Linked DNA regions of Zea mays: regions 1, 2 and 3 are each linked to region 4. A link is a contact called in public Hi-C data. All regions are on one chromosome and are shown on one strand. The core of a region is the stretch at or near the end of the contact, and the rest is flanking DNA. Distances in the headings are between cores, read along the strand shown.

The links. A called contact is a pair of places that touch in the nucleus more often than the background predicts.
Region 1: a Hi-C map of endosperm shows a contact between it and region 4, with 4 times the contacts expected there. The contact joins the promoter of LOC103633744 here to the promoter of LOC100276114 in region 4. A contact is called at or near these places in 2 of 25 Hi-C or Micro-C datasets (ear and endosperm).
Region 2: a Hi-C map of root tip shows a contact between it and region 4, with 2.9 times the contacts expected there. The contact joins the enhancer-like site here to the promoter of LOC100276114 in region 4. A contact is called at or near these places in 2 of 25 Hi-C or Micro-C datasets (root tip and tassel).
Region 3: a contact with region 4 is called in a Hi-C map of tassel, with 2.8 times the contacts expected there. The contact joins the promoter of LOC100279948 here to the promoter of LOC100276114 in region 4. A contact is called at or near these places in 2 of 25 Hi-C or Micro-C datasets (ear and tassel).

Annotation. Positions count from the first base shown.
Region 1 is chr1:35,442,809-35,447,098 of Zm-B73-REFERENCE-NAM-5.0, forward strand. It overlaps LOC103633744 (probable E3 ubiquitin-protein ligase LUL2), which reads right to left and starts at 2,106. Exons shown (of 3, transcript NM_001347003.1): 1 at 1,251-2,106. The coding sequence starts at 1,774.
Region 2 is chr1:35,689,167-35,693,084 of Zm-B73-REFERENCE-NAM-5.0, forward strand. It overlaps LOC541622 (phosphoenolpyruvate carboxykinase), which reads right to left. Exons shown (of 11, transcript NM_001348550.1): 9 at 3,897-3,918; 10 at 3,613-3,781; 11 at 3,058-3,492. The coding sequence ends at 3,349. It also overlaps the pseudogene LOC103633754. Among protein-coding and RNA genes, the nearest start is that of LOC541622, 5.3 kb to the right of the region's middle. Within about 2 kb of position 1,810, at least 2 of the 20 cell types and tissues checked have an H3K27ac peak or open chromatin away from gene starts, as enhancers often do. A contact at or near this core is called in root tip, where this site is marked.
Region 3 is chr1:35,513,630-35,517,742 of Zm-B73-REFERENCE-NAM-5.0, forward strand. It overlaps LOC100279948 (beta-galactosidase), which reads right to left and starts at 2,053. Exons shown (of 17, transcript NM_001152898.1): 1 at 1,771-2,053; 2 at 1,581-1,676; 3 at 1,167-1,279; 4 at 934-1,093; 5 at 699-842; 6 at 397-591. The coding sequence starts at 1,947. It overlaps LOC118473513 (a long non-coding RNA gene), which reads left to right. Exons shown (of 2, transcript XR_004853089.1): 2 at 1-185.
Region 4 is chr1:35,179,946-35,183,828 of Zm-B73-REFERENCE-NAM-5.0, forward strand. It overlaps LOC100276114 (topless-related2), which reads right to left and starts at 2,460. Exons shown (of 28, transcript NM_001319213.1): 1 at 2,333-2,460; 2 at 1,864-2,066; 3 at 1,570-1,714; 4 at 1,307-1,486; 5 at 1,107-1,220; 6 at 839-997. The coding sequence starts at 1,649.

The sequences.
Region 1 (4,290 bases), core at 856-3,355, 260 kb after region 4:
AAGTGGCAACAACAATAAATACCAACTTCGAACAAACAACCGACATGTTGCGAAAATAGTAGCACTCAAAATGTTGCAAAATGGTTATGAAACATAAGAATTAATGCTAAAGCAAGTCTTATAGCTTTGACACTATAGTAACTAGTAATGCTGCCCTACAACACCTGAGGTTGTTGAAAAGGTCAGGTATTTAGTACATGCCTGGTAATGAAGAAAATATTTAAATGCAGGGCCAATCAAGTTAAGAATCAATGAAAATGAAATGATACACGAGAAGAAAAGTGATATATATTAGCGCATACACAATCTATAATGCTAATTGCTTATTGCTGACAATTCATTTGATAGCAGGGCATCTAGTGTAAACTCGACGGTTGACATCAAAATTTCAAAAAAAATTACCGAGAAAAGATCTCCAATCAAGTTCCATGGCAGACTCATCATACAGGTATAGAGCATAGAACTTATGCAGACGGTCATATCTAGAGCTAGAATACTGCAAAGTCCTTTGCACAGGCTAACACTAATCTACTAACAAGGATAGATAGATACTTGGATTGGGAAAAGAGGAGAAGCTACAGGTCTCTCTAGTTTAATGCCAAACAAAATTTGTTGGATTATATAATCTGGACAACTTATAATCCCAAACAAACACCACCTAAGGCAATACTATGATAGTTTAATGCGTAATGGAGAACTTATTGTTGGGTTGTATGCCTCCATAAAGAACAAGTCTCTAAGAGGGAAAGGGTACTCCCTTTATATAGTTCTCTCTAGTTTCTTTTGTTCATTACAACAAACAGAATTTTCAGTCAACAAATAAACAAAGGTCAACGAAAACTAAAACAGGTCTCCAACCTCAAGGACTGAAAGCATTACCAACACAAGAGACAGATTCCTCAAACCATCAACATCATTATATCAATATACAAAGCAAAGCAATATGCATCTATACACAAAACAAAACAATATAGATTGCAGCAATTCCATACATGTCCTAGTAAAGTACTCCCTCCATTCCAAATTTTAAGACGTTTTGGCTTTTCAACATACATTGATGTTATTGTGTATCTAAACATAGTGTACATCAAAGCGCGTAGCAAAAACCATGTATCTAGAAAAGTCAAAACGTCAAATACTTTGGAACAAATGGAATAGATACCAGGGAAGGAGATTCACATGCAAACATGAAATACAAATTAGAATACAACATGTTTGATGTTAAGTGGACTGAATGAGTGAATAATCACCTGCCAGCGACCGTGGCGTCAAAGGTGAAGGCAACGAGGAAGTGGCCAGGGCACTCTTCATCAGGCTCGATCCTAAGCGTCTCCTTCTTAAGGTTGACGTCGTTGCGGATAGTGACGGCCTTCTGGTGCTCAACGTAGGGAGTGGGCATAGGCAGATGTTGTCCGTAGGAGGGATACCGCCCAGCCCAGCCAGGGTAGTGGTGGGGGTGGGTGAGGGGCGGGGGCGGGAACTCGCCGGGGGCGGCGGTGGGTGGCCTGTGGTGGTGGTCGTACGGCGCCGGAAGGGGCACCGGCACGGATGGTGGTGGTGGTGGGTAGTAGTTCCCGTACTGCGGGTAGTACTGCGGCGGGTTGGGGTTAGGGTACTGGGGCGGGTACGGCGTGGCGGCCGCGAACACGTAGCGGTTGGCCGCAGTCTCCTGCGGCTGGTGAGGCGGCGGCGCCTGGTGGTGGTGGCCGTGGCCGGAGCTCCGACGGCGGTGACCAGCGGCAGCGCCTCCACCGTTGCTACCCGCGTTGCCCATCCTCTTGCGTAGATCGATGCGGATAGCGCGGGAAAGGCCTCAGAGTTGGATCTTGAGGCCTGAGTGCACCGGAATTGCAAACAGCCTTTTCTGCTCTTGAGAAAACTCGCACAAATAAACCAAAAGAAATCGGGGGGTGGGGTGGGGGTGGGGGTGGGAGGAGGCTCGCGAAGAACTCCGGCTCCCAAGATCACAAGCTCAAAGGGGAGCGGGATGCAATTGGATCCTCGCGCAAGCCTAGATCGACGCACAAACCTGGGAATGGTTCGAGCGATTCGATTGGAGTTGAGGGGAGGAAAGGAGGAGACGATAAGGAAGTGGTCACGCTTCTTGCTTTTCCGCCTGTATTTTGGGCGTTATAATGGAGGGTTGCGCGGAAAGCACCACCACTGTCCTCCGTTGCTTTTCCGGTGGTTAAGATTTAGCACACGCAAAGAAAATGTAATTACCATGAGGTCCTCATCATTTTCTCCACATGCATGTTGTTTTTTACATGCATGCGCGACTTACGGCAAAAAAAATCTATCAACCGTGTGTGATCTTGTATTTGTATACTCCTATAGTCCTATTCCGACTGAAGCGCGAGTTGACATGGATTTTTTTTCGCTCTCAGTCTGAGGTATAGGACGAACTTCTAAAGAACCACGTGTGTAATATTGTGACCAAAGCGTTACTTACGCAGAAGGTAAAACAAATGTGGTTCTTAGCTCCAACAACATGACATATAAAAATGCTTTAGGTCTTGTTCGTTTGTGCCAGATTAGTGGGTGAGAACGATTCCTAACCGGATTGCTTCTCTAATTTATATAAACTTTGATTATCTGGAACGATTCCGGGTGCAATCCGACAGAAACGAACAGTGTCTTATAATTTAAAAATAAATATATTTTATAGAAGTTAGGGCCCAACAAAAATATTCTGCTTTAGTAATAACTAGTAACTGGCTCGCGTCTTGCGCGAGTAAGCATGTCACTGCTGTTCAATATCAGTTTTGTGTGAGTGTTGTTGGCCATTTTTTTTGGCTCTCGTCTTACGCAAGTCTTTAATTAATACACTTACATAATCAATAAATTATTGTTATAGATATGTAGGATGAATAAACACAGTTTTTTTATCTCCTGTTGCAGCATCAAGGCAAGGACCAATGTAAGCACATCACTGTTGTTCAATATCAGTTTTGTGTGAGTGTCGCTGGTTGACGAAAATATTTAATCTGGTCAACTCTTGGACATGTTTAGAACACATGGATTCTTGTCCTACATAATGCATGGATTAATTGAAGAAACACAATGTCCTGCTTTATTTCACACTGGACGACGCGATATACAGAATGCAATAAGTAGAAAAAACGATTTATTCTCCAACGACAATGATAGACTGGAGTACTGGACTGGACAGTCTTGACATCATCGAAAGACATATGTATGTTGAGATCAACAAAAGCAGAAGGCACCCAAGCTGTATTTCTGTGATGAAAATGGTGAACGCCTCAAAGAAATGGTAGCCAGATGCCTAGAACTATGTGATGTAGGGCTCAACCACCATGCTCTCTACGTCCTTCTTGATGGACTGGAACAGGACCGAGTTAATCGAAGCTTAGGAACATAACCTGCGTTGAGGAACAAATTGATTTTGATAATTCGAAAACCATTTCAAATCATGTCACCTCATGGAACCAAGAGGCTCTAGGCTCCACTGCTCCAGCAGACAGCGCGCTATTCAGGCGAGGCATTTCGCCGAACGCCTTCGGCTCATCTAACGTGGCTGGTGCACCTGACGTCAGCAAATAGAGAATGTATATACGTAGGTTCAAATAGGAGAAGGTAGCATATCATATTGTTGGCTCCTTGCACTCCATTACAAAACAGGAAAGAGATGGAGCTAGTACTGAGCGTGGCCAAGGTGTCGTTGTCGTTGTCGTAGAAGCTGGTGGAGCTGGAGGCGAGCGATTCAGGGTCGTCGGAGTCGTCAGTGTTGAACACAGAGGTAGTGGCGGCGAGCTGTGGACCCGCGCCGACGGAGGAGGAATGCACCTCAACATCGGTCGTGCTCCAGTTCATCATCCTCGTTAGGAGCAACAACGACGCGTCCAGCACGGGCGAGGACGACGATGACATCACGTTGTCGAGCAAGAAGGCAATGCATACCGTAGCAGTCAGAAGACAAAAATCAAAGGTGGAGCTAACGATGGGCTGACAAACGGGGGGATGCGGTGGGAGAAGGAAGGGAGATAGAGGTGGGGCCGTAGGAGGGTGGCATGATCTGTTGCGGCGGCATGGGTGGGGTAGCGGCGGGAGGTGAGAGACACCACGAAGCATTGGAGGAGAGATGCGGTGGCGGAGTCGGGGTGGGACTTGGAAGAAGATAGAAGAGGCTAGAAGCGTCGCGTTGCTGGGAGCCATCCAAACGTCGAGCCAGTTGTCGTTCGATGAAAATCGAATTGTGTTTAATGAAACTGACGACGTGGACGAATCTGGTGGGAGCTTTGCGCCCACGGTTAATATATAGAAAAGCCT
Region 2 (3,918 bases), core at 560-3,059, 510 kb after region 4:
ATGGTCCCTAGTACCTCAAACATTACTTCTGGAGAAATTGTCGATTTAGCTGCAAAGGGTGCACATCCTAGTGAAGTAAAAAATGAAGGATACAGTGCAGGAACCCAATGTAATCCTGCAGATTCCCTCACTATACTTTATAACAACTTATGCCAGGAGGCCATAAAATTTGCAAAAGAAGGTTCAGTCACAGAAGAAATTTACCATGTGGCAGTTTCTGCCTTAAAAGAGGCTGCAGAAAAGGTTGCTGAAGTCAAAAGGAGTCGTCCAACATTGTCACATTGTGGTTTCGTTAGAGAAAGCAAACATGATGTCTTACAGGAGAAAAGTATGAGTGCTTTGCAATGTTCAAATCAGGTTGAACTGACAAGAACATCTCCTGGGTCCAGGCCTCTTCAAGATTCTGCATCAAATCTTCTGCTGATACCAACCGACATTTTGACTGATTCAAGGTTATATAGCGGTGTCGATACTGCTCCTCTAACAGGAGGTTTCCCCACAAATGGTAAATATGCTATGGTAATGATCAATTAATCAAATGCCTTTATACAACTATTGTTTTCTTCATGACTTGCTTATTCCATCAAACAGAGAGTGAAAGTACACATGCATCAGAAAGTTCTTTTATGCATTTTAAGAACACAAAGAAAACCTCTTCAGAAAAATCTCAGGTAAGTTGTTACATGCTTACTTATGTCCTTTGCATGGATCCAGCATTTTTTGGTATTTCATTTTGGACCAGAAGATGCTTATTTGTTGCTGGAACCACAGAACACTTGTTTTAATCAACTCATCCATGGAAAGGAGCAAGGTATCCATGGATCTTCTAAAGATACCATGGTTGCTATTCCTGCGATACCTCTTGCACTGTGCATGCCTGTGACGCAGAGCTTACCTGGATCTTCTACAGGTATCTCTAATCAACTCAGGCTTCTTGATAGCACCATGTCAATAGCTCAATTCCTTCTCCATTGCTGTATGAGTTTGAAAGCTTTTAAATGGCTTATCTGTTGATTACTTCCATGCTCTGCTGTTGCAAATTAAACTGAACATATTACCATGGAAGGTTTAGAACGGTTTATTATATATACAAATGGTTATATTCAGCATTTTTTGTGACCAGAAGAATTTCCAGATTTTTAGTCCAATGTATACATATGCGTGCAGTGGTTCTTGAAAGTAGCCCATTGCTTCAATTATTTCAGATCTGTGTTGACGTTCCCATAATCCCATTGTGCACTTCTATTAGGACAATTGATGCATTGTGTCACCATCTGAACCCCAATTGTTTTGTTCAATTCAGATTCCAACAGTTTTATTTGTTTAGCAAGCATAGGACTAAGGTTAATACAAGATGGCCAGTGGAAAATTTAGCACATTGATGGATCGTTATCTGCCATTAGAGTACTATTCTGATACCTGTTCATTTTTCCTGGATCACAGAAGGACCATATAGATTGTTGGCTGCACCTATTGAAGCAGTTCCAATTTCATACTGCCCTGCAGAACCCATAAGACAGACACAAAAAGGTATTTGTGCTTTAGGTCCATTTGGAGGTGTTCTGTCTGAACTGAAGAACCAAGGAACAGTCCCCAAATCTATAGTTCATGCTACAGCTCTTGCTTGTGGTGCTCGTGCTGTTCCTCTTGAAGATGCAGCTTCGCTTATTAGTGCCATTGAATCCAAAATCAGATCTGGAGGGGCCATAATAGCGAAACTTCCTTCAAACAACCTAGCACCTCTAGTTCCTCCAGCCATTGCTATGTCATCTTCTAGTGAAGATGACGAGGAGCATGACCACAGTGAGCCCTCGCAATGATCGATGTCGATCGCAACGTTAATCATCAGAGCTCCAACGCGATGAAGCTTCAGAGGGAGCTATCGGAGTTCGAAACTGAAGCTGGCAACTGACCTGGTCTGAAGACGAAAGAAAATGATCATACTGATTGCTAACATACGCGAAGTGAAGGACTGAAGTTGTTCTAAAGATCAAAGCTTCCCTGAAAGGTGGCAGATCTATTCTATGATTTGAGACATTTTTTAAAAGATTGGATTAGGATTGTAGTCACTTGTTTCTGTTGAGTTTATATTGTAATCAGATTAACTCAAGTTAATACCTCCAGTGGAGAATTGTAGAAAGGAGTAACCATGCTATGTACATGTCTTCTGCATAAAAGAAAGGCGATAGAGTTTAAAATCCAGCTGTGCTAAACATGATGTTCATAACCTGAGGCACCCGTGTAAAACTACTAGCGCCTACCACATTGGGATTGGGGTACAGTATTCAGACAAGGTCGCTTTCAATCCTCTCATCAACAAAATATATTGATCCTAGAAAAAAAGTCAGTTAGGTGTAGACTGCGGATGTGAATGTGAAAACAAAAAGGTTTGTAGTTATATCAAAGTCAACCTCGCAGGCTGCAGCGTCACCTCTTGGGGCTAGTTCGGCAACTCCATTTTCTCAAAGAATTCTTATTTTTTTAAAGAAAAGTAAACTAATTTACATTGGGAAAATGAAAAACCTTAAAAAAATAGGGTTACCAAACTCTAGCCCTTAAACTGAATTATCACTCGCTGAACTTGAGCTCTTAAGACCAACAGCCGCCCAGGTATGCTCGTGCCATGGCATCACATTGAATGAAAGGAAAGTTCATATAGCATGCGAGTTCTTGTTGTTTTGTCCAAGCAGTGTGGCCGCCATTTGTTGGCAAATGATTTTCAATCCGTTCATGGTTCAACTGAACTTCAATGGATTTACACAGCGTCATGTCTCAACTAGTCAATGTGGCACTTCCATGTTGTGTTCGAGAAGAGGCATGAGATAATGAGATATTGAGCACATGGGTCCAATGACACCAATATGGAGCTTTTCGTACCGATGGCCTCAAACTATGACAGTTCCAGGCAGAATCAATTGCTACTCTCCTGCCATGACACACACACACACACACCGAACCAATGGTGATTGCGATCAAGCTGTTTCGTATTCAAATTCAGAAACCAGAGAGAGTACAGGGGGCAAGATACAAGCACACGCAAACTTTTCCCAACAAGCTGATAGAACAGACCAACCTTAGATAGACTGTGCATATGGTTGTGTAAAGCATTGTTTTGAACTACACGCTTACAGAATAGAATTTGAAATAGAATATGATAGCTGCTTGAGACAGGCAGACAGCCTTATAGATAACAACACCAGACGCACCCATGACAATACCCAGCTAATCTATTACTATGTTGGCTCATCGATCCAACACCTTTTTTTTCGTCGTCGTCGTCGTAATCATCTTCACACGCACCCACGCACGCACGCCATCGTTTTATTCATCCGGATCCATTGCTTTAGTTCAGAAGTTGGGGCCTGCGGCGAGGATCTCGTCAGTCAGGCTGCTGTCGTCCCCGATCTTGTAGCTGGCGAACACCTCGAAGTTCTTCTTGAAGAGCCCGCCGAGCCTCAGGAGATTCTCCTTGTACGCGGCCTTGTCCGTCCACTGCATATATACAGCATTTGTCAAGTTCGAGATTGGTCAGTGTTCTGTTCTATTATCAACAGGGTGTATAGTTCAAGATGACTGATGAAGCGAGCTCGTGAGGTGAGACTCAGAGCATACGGTGTTGATCGGGTCGAGGATTTCCGACGGCACGCCGTTGATCTCAGTGGGGATCTCCAGGCCAAACACCTCGGTCTTCTGGTAGTTGGCGGTGAGGAGCTCGCCGGAGTGGATGGCGTCGATGATCTTTCTGGTGTAGGGAAGCCTGATCCTCTTGCCCACGCCGTACCTGACAAGCAAAAGCGACCGTCCCACAATGAAACCTACGGTTTCCCATACCGAACACGAGCTGTGTGCAACTGCCGGAAGCAAACCAAACCGTGACGGTCGTGCCGCGTGCGTACCTGCCACCCGACCAGCCGGTGT
Region 3 (4,113 bases), core at 803-3,302, 330 kb after region 4:
GTCATGGCAAAACGGGAGGGCAAATATTTCTTCTGATCAGTTTCAAGTTTCAGTTTGTAAGACGTTTTGGTTGTTTTTATATACTGAACATATACAAATCTAGTTATCTAGACATAGTATATATATTTAAGTGGATAGCTAGCTATGTACATAGAAAAGTTGAAATGTCTTAATAGTTCATAGAATGGATGAAGTATCTATCTATCTTGCATGATGTAGTACAGTAGGGGCAGTGTTCTTATGGCGTCGCCTAGGCGTCCAGGCGCCCGGGCAAAACTGGTCGCCTTACTCGTCATTCCCGCCTAGGCCATTCCCGCCTAGGCGCTAAGGCGCCTGTCTGATCCACTTGCTCGTCTAAGCGCCTTAAGAACACTGAGTAGGGGGGAAAAAAGGTACCATGTAGTAGTTCTGGAAGGTGCCGCCGCGCTGGTAGAACCTGGCGACGGCGAAGGCCAGGTCCTCGACGGGGCGGTAGGGGACGGCGCCGCCAAACGAGAGGAACCAGCCGCTCCAGTTCTCGGTCCACATCTTGGGCTTGGCGGCGGAGTTGGGCGTGAACTGGTCGCAGTAGAAGCCGTTGCAGGTGTTGATCTGCAATGCATTCACCTCTGGCGGTGGTCAGGCGGGTCCATCTCGATCAAAAGCAGAGAGGCATTTGATCGGGGCGAGGTGGGGTCGGGTCACGTCACGTCACGTACGAGGGGGTCCGGCGCGTCGGCCTGCTGGCACATGACCCAGGGCACGCCGGTGTCGAGCGAGACGGCCATCCCGGCCGCCCACCGCATGTACGCCTTTCCGGGCGCCCCGTACGCCGAGTCGATGTTGCCGTATTCGTTCTCGATCTGCCACAGCCACGCCGTGCCCGGGTCAGGACGCACATGGCATGAACAGACACGGTAGCCAATTAAGCACGGGATGGACCTCAGGCCGGACCTGGGACAAGATGATGGGCCCGCCCTGCGACGCGTACAGCCCCGCCCCCTTCATGGTGTCCACCACCTTGGCTGTGAAGCGCTGCATCTCCGCCTTGAAAGGCTCGTTGTCGGTGCGGAACTTGATGCCGGGGATGAAGTGCAGCCACAGCGGGAAGCCTCTGCAGGGTGGTGATGAGGTGAGGGCAGGCCACTACTGAATTGAGTGAGGAGTGATGAGGTGAGGCTGCTGACCCGTAGTTCCACTCGGCGCAGACGTAGGGTCCGATGCGGAGGTGCACGTACAGGCCGGCGTCGGCGACGGTCTTGACGAACGCGGCCAGGTCCTTGCGGCCCTCGAAGTCGTACTGCCATGTCGGTGAACCTCGTTGCCGTCAGGCTTGGTGTAAAAAAAGAGAGGCAATAACAGCACGGCACGAGAAGCAAAGAAACAGGAGCAGGTGATTAAAGAGAATAAAGCATAGGGTGCAGAGGAAGCAAACGCCAACACCGACAGACGATGATGGCATGGCATGGCAGGAGCATAAGATTAGATGGTTAGGAAAAAGTAAATAGACGACGGAGAAGAGAAGGTATCACTGCAGAGAAGAATGAGAGCGCTGCGAGGTGGGTGATGAACTGATGATGTATGTATGTATTTGTACGTGCCTGTCCCCTCACGGGCTCGTGGATGTCCCAGAAGACGTAGGTCTCGATGACGTCCAGACCGCCGTCCTTGGCCTTCTGGATCAGCCCCGGCCACATCTGCCGACGACATGCCAACAGCGCGTCAGTACGTACACTCGCTGGGTGGGAGGGGGCGTGGAGTAATAGAGAAAGAGAGAGGAAGTATGCCCACGTCGGGTGTGCTCCGCGGATAGTGGATGGAGCCGGAGACGAGCACGCGCCGCACGCCGTCGATGACCAGCGCGCGGTGGTCGTACGTCACGTTGGCCGCCCGCGCGCCGCCCGCGATGCAGAGCAGCAGCAGCAGCGCCGCCGCGGCGGCAGGAAGAATCCGCGCGGTGCCCGCCATTGCCGCCCACGGGACAGGGAATGAAAGGAGAGGAGAGGGGAGGGGAGGAGAGGCGAGGAAACGAACAAAGATCACCGCCTCCGCCTCCGGGACTTGGCGCGTTCGGTGTACTAGCTAAAGCCTAAAGGCAAAGCTTCGCACCGCCCGGGTATTAGTAGTAGCTGGAGCCTGGAGGTGGAGTGAGCGATGAGCGCGGGGAGGAGTTGCTCGCTACGTGGTGGGGGCGGCACGCCAGGGGAAGGAAAATTAAGAAAAAGGAAAACTCCCCGCGCGGGAGGGCCTGGACTGGCCGGCCGGCCGGCCGCTGGGGGATCGACCTGGCGGCCACGGGACGACGGGGCTCTGCCGCTCTGGATGCACTGCACTGACTGCTGCCGATCCGGATCCGATCCGATCGCTTTCTGGCGTTGTTTCTTTGCCGCGCGGCGTGTTGTGGCGGTGGGCGTGGGAGATGGGGGTCGTGGATGCTATGCAGCCTATGCTCCTCCTGAGTGCGCCAGCGCGCGGCGCGCCGTGGTTAAAATAAGGCCCTCTGGGGGGCAAGCAAAAAGAGGGCCGCCGCTACTCGCAAGCAACAGCAAATGCTGGCGCTGTGTGGGATGGATGGAGCAGGGCCAAGTCTGCTTGGCTGCTGCGGCGAGAAGGAGAAGAAATGGAGGAGAGGGAGACGGCCAGTACGAAGTTGATGGTGGCGCGCGCGATGGTTGGGTGGTACACACGGCGTGGGTGCCTGCCACATCTTTATTGCTCGCACTCGCACTCGCACTCGCACACACCCGCAGTGACGCTGTCCGCTCCCCGCCGCATGTGTCGTCCGCGCACCGCATTCGTGTGGCCTCTCGCGTTCGCAATCGCAAGAATAAATAAATCGGGTTGAAAATGGGAAGAGAGAACCCGATCGCGGTCCAAGCTCTCGGCTCGGTGCCGCTGCCGCCGGCCGAGTGGTCCACCGACAGACACGGGTCGTGAGCCGTGACCGACCGGCGTTGTCGCTTGTCTACCTTGCTCTGCCCTCTGCGCCGCGGAGCGCTCTACTACTGTGCTAGCACTAGTTTGGTGGGTCCTAAAGTAAAAAAAAAACGAACCGGACGGCGCTGTCTCGCTGATTTGATACCATTAAACTAAATAAATATTTGTCAATTTTACCGTGAATAAAGCTGATAAATGTATATACTATTGGTACGTACGATGAAAATAAAAGTTCTGTTTATGTTGATGATATGCCAAATTTTGTAACTGATCTTAATATGATAAAGCAAAACAGCAAAGTACCTTTTACCCAATGGTTTTGAAATAAAATATTGACAATAAAAAATGATGTTATTCTTAATAGCAAGCAGCCGATAGAAAACGATGGAGTTACACTTGGTGAGAGAAGATAATGGTGGGTTTACACATGTGCAATCTCATTACGCACAAAAAGTTTTTGAGTCGTTTTGAGTTTTGTGACTGTCAACCTGCTCTTGCACCTTATGATCCTACTGTGTTATTAAGTAAAAAAAAGCAAAGAATAGCATGGATCAATTGAGTTATTCACTACAAGGTTTAGCCATTTTCTGTGTCGAATTCAGAAGATGATCACTAACGTACACTCGAGAGAGTAGTGTGTTATTTAAAATGTACAATGAGCTATGACATTCACTGCACCGAGTACCCGAGGATACTAGAGGGATTATGATACAAACTAGTTATCTGATGTTGGTGGCATTGTTTCGTGAAAGTCTTTCAAGCGGACCATTTTACGAGGTCAAACACACAAGCAGAATTCCGTATTAGATACCCGTAGTTCAATTCACCAAGGGTCTATCAGGTAATGTGATGGATTGTGCATCAAGTGAGATGGGCTTGAGGCCCACATGAAGTTTATATTAGTGGTGATTTGTCCTATGTGGTAGGAGACCTCGTGAAGTTGGATGACGAAACAAGATAAAGGGAAATAAATATTATGATTGTGGGCATATAAGATTAACCTGTCGATATTTTCACTAAGCCACTTGATGGAGCAAGATTTTTGCAAACTTGAAAATGTACGAAATATCTCTGACTTCTCCAACATGAGTTGACTCCAAACCATATGATTATTATGCCTCTCCTTCAACCACTCAAGACAACATGGATTGATCATATGCATCCATATCTTACTAGTATGTGATTACTGCATATAGG
Region 4 (3,883 bases), core at 1,210-3,709:
AACCCTTTCCACAACTTGCCAATAGCTTTAAAGGCCCAAGGCGGGAGCTCCAGAGCCATAGCCGCATAGATCATTTTTGCCGTCAACAAAAACTGCACGTGAATGGCTCTTCCAGCCCTGGACATGAGTTCAGCATTCCACCCCTGGCCACTCTATCAATAATATGCTGAATCTGTTCCCTAGATAGCTTCTTGAGAGATAACGGCCCAGGATGGAAACCAAAGAAGCTATCTAGGGAAAATCCTGACTGCCCAAGAGGAAACTTCCCAAATCATCAAAACTTCTTCTGAATCCCATCAACAGCCTCTTTAGCTATTCATGTACTTTAAAGTTGGCCTACTTTTCAAGTTTTGAAAATTTTTAAAGGTGTCGCTCAACACAACCAAAATTGATATTATTTGATATTCCAATTCTCTTGTATGAATCGTCAACCCGGTGCATGTGCTCCCACTTGTGTGGGGGGTCCAGGTAAGGATCGGACCATTTGAGCCTATAGTATGCAGCCTTCCCCTGCGTTTGCAAGAGGCTGTTTCCACGAGTCTAACCCGCACCGCAACCTCCTGGTCACAAAACATCGCTTTACCACTGCGCCAAGGCTCCCCTTTTATTATGTACACATGTACTGTTGTATTAAATAAATGGCAACCTGCGGCAGTATACATGTATATGAATCACATACTAGTTCCACCTTCCACTGTATCCAGGCAAACTAATCTAAAACATTTCAGTTGATAAGGCTCTATCGTCACTTGCATAAGTGGAAGCTTACAGAAAGAAACAAAATTCTGTAATGGCTGAAAGTAAAGAGCACAGGGATAATTCTTTTACATGGGGCTACCTCTGGTTAATAAGTGTCCGCAACCTAGAAGTCTTCAGGCTGGGAAATTGTAGTTTGTCACGGAACAAGGGATTAGCTTCAATCAGCTTCTTCAGCTCAGCAAGCATTATTTGTCTTGCAGATTTTGTATCACCATACTTCGAGAGCTGCTCATTTTCCCTAATAACAAGGAAAATCAGAAATCAGTCGCTGAGCAATACAGAAACAGCTAAAAGCCATGATAATAATGATGCATACAAAAAACAAGGCTGGCCAGTCAGCTCTTTACCTAAAATTCTCCAAGGTTAGAAGCTGTGTGATCTCCTTGAACAACTCCTCATTGAAGGATGCAAAGACCTTAAGGTCCTTGACCAAGATTTCAACAGCCTTTGACCGATCATGCCTGATATGAAAGCAAAGAAACCCCTGGTCAGAAAGGCACTCCACTCAAGTGCCATAAACAATGCTGCACAATCCCTCTCTACTTACTTATCAAGAGCCTCCAGATACTTCTGCTTCCGGATCTCAAAGAATATCTTCATGGAGTAGCGGTTATCGTCAACCTTGGTGAATCCACCAAGGTAGCGCTCCACCTCATCCCAATTCCCATTGAGGACTTCGTCCTCAAAGTACTTTATGTTGAAATAGAATCCGGACTCCTGCTCGAGCCTGAACAGCAACAGGAGCGACAACTGAGCAAGAAATAGACACTAAAGACAAGTCCATTTTCACCTTTGATTCAAATCACTCACTTGTGGACTGTCTCTTTGAATTTTTCCTCATCGAGGAACTGCAGGATGAGGAAGACCAGCTCACGGCTGAGCGATGTCATCCTCCCTCTTCCGCCTCACCCACGTGGAGGCGGATGCTCCTAGGGTCGTACCCTATAGTGTCTCTCTGCACAGTACCAGGGCGCAGTCAAGAGTAGAGCTCCCCCGCTTCTCCCCCGGAGAATTAGGATCTGATTGCCCATGGCGAGCGAGAGATCTCCCACGACAAATAAATCTCAGAGGAAAAAAACATCGAAGCAAGTTAGGGTTCCTTACCGCAACCCTAGGCCCGGACGGATCGCCGCACCACGCCTATGCAGTGGAAACCGAGGCGTCGGGGCGGGACAAGGGCGGCCAGAGGTCGTCCTTTTAGGTGGAAGGGGAAGCTGGCGGCGGGGTCGGCGGCGACGGAGCGGACCAGCAGCAGAGAGAGAAGATGCGGTGCGATCGAGGCTTCGAGGTCTAGCGCAGGTCCAGGCCTGACATGGTGAGCCCGGAAGCCCAGAACGGTTTAGTACTAATAGCGCTGCTTTCCCAAGAAATGTCTTCCATCGGAGAAGAGAGAGAGAAAATCCAAAGCCATGGCAGCCTTGTGAGCAGAAATTTCAAAACTGGGAAAGGGCACGGAACTCCACGGAACCGCGTAAAGATTTTGCCATAATTTTTACTCAGCTTCAGATCTGTAAAACATAAACAGCGAAAACCTACATGCATCTAAAATTAGACGGGGAAGTATGGCGATCACCTAGAAGATCTCGATCAATCCGATCTCGCCGTGCGAACTGCTGCCAGCGCGCCGCCGGCGACGATCCTTGATGCAGTTGATCAGCACGGACCACGGAGCCGCCTGGTAGAGGAAGATGAAATCACTATCGAACCAGGTTGGGGAGTATAAACTGTTCGGACACCGAGTTAGCGATTATCTTTAATTTATAGGCTTTATTATGTCTGATATGCACGGTGGCTTATCGATCTGCTTATCTCGTTATTGTCTGTGATCTGTGATAAGTGCATGGGATGTGAGAGACAGCGGTGGGCCTGCGGGTGCGGGGGATATGGCCATTGAGGCGCGGAATGCTGGAATAGCTTTTACTCGTTGTATTTAGAATATTTATTTGGAAATATAAAATTTTTAAGAGAGTGCTTAATACAATAGAGCTAATAGTTAGTTGTTAAAATTAGTTAAAAACATTTAAATAGTCTAACTAATAATTCAGTTATTAGCTCCTTTTATCAAATTAGATAATAGTCAGGTGGCTATTTATTAGTTGTTAATTCTACTATCAATATTTAGAGAGGACATATCCTGTGCAATCACTCATTTTGGTGCAAGCGTGTAATCAAACTATACAGAGCATCAAATCTAGATCCAACGGTTTTATATGGAAGGGGTTAAAAGTAAAATAGGTACTATGTTTTAGGTGGAAGAAGTTAAATATAAAATAACAGTCATCATTAGATCTAGATCAGATGCACCAGATCGCTTGATTGTATGCTTGCATCAGGATAAGTGATTGCATAGGATATTTTCCCATATTTAGACAATTAACTATTAACTCTGGTGCATTTAAGTACCCCATAAGTATAGATCAAACAACTTGAAGTGATAAAATGAATCAAAAATTGATAAATCATGATATTTTTAATAAAATAAGTGGTCAAAGTTTTAAAAAAACAACGACGTTATATATTTGTGAACGGATGGAGTAGTTAGTTGGATAAAAATTGCTAGTTGAATTAGCTAGCCAGTTATTAGAGCATCTCAAAAAACTCTTCGTTTTTGGCTCTTTATTGATCTTTTCATAAAAATTACACTCTATATGTAGCATCTCACTCCAAGTGACTATCTATCTAGTTTGACTAGTAAGGTGACTAACCAAATTTGGCTACTAAGGGAGCTAATTTGGAAAGTCGAATAGATTGTCGAGTTAGATAGCTAGTCTATTGTAGAGTTATTTTGTTGTTGAGTAGCCAAAATTTGTCTTGGCGAGCCATTTGGCTAATTTGTTGGAGATGCTCTTAGCTAATTTGCTAAAAGTAGCTAACGGCTGAACTATTAGCTATATTGTTTGGATGTCTTCACCAATTTTAATAGCTAACTATTAACTCTAGTGCATTCAAAATGACCTTTGTTATATATTTGGTTTAGATGTGACATAAAAAACTAGCAAAGTACTTGTGTTGTCACAATTTTCATTCATGTTTAAATATAGGGTATAAACATAGACATATGAGTTCTCTTGACTAGATGGTTGTGAATGTAGGTTTGGAACCAACAACTATGGTTCAAATCAAC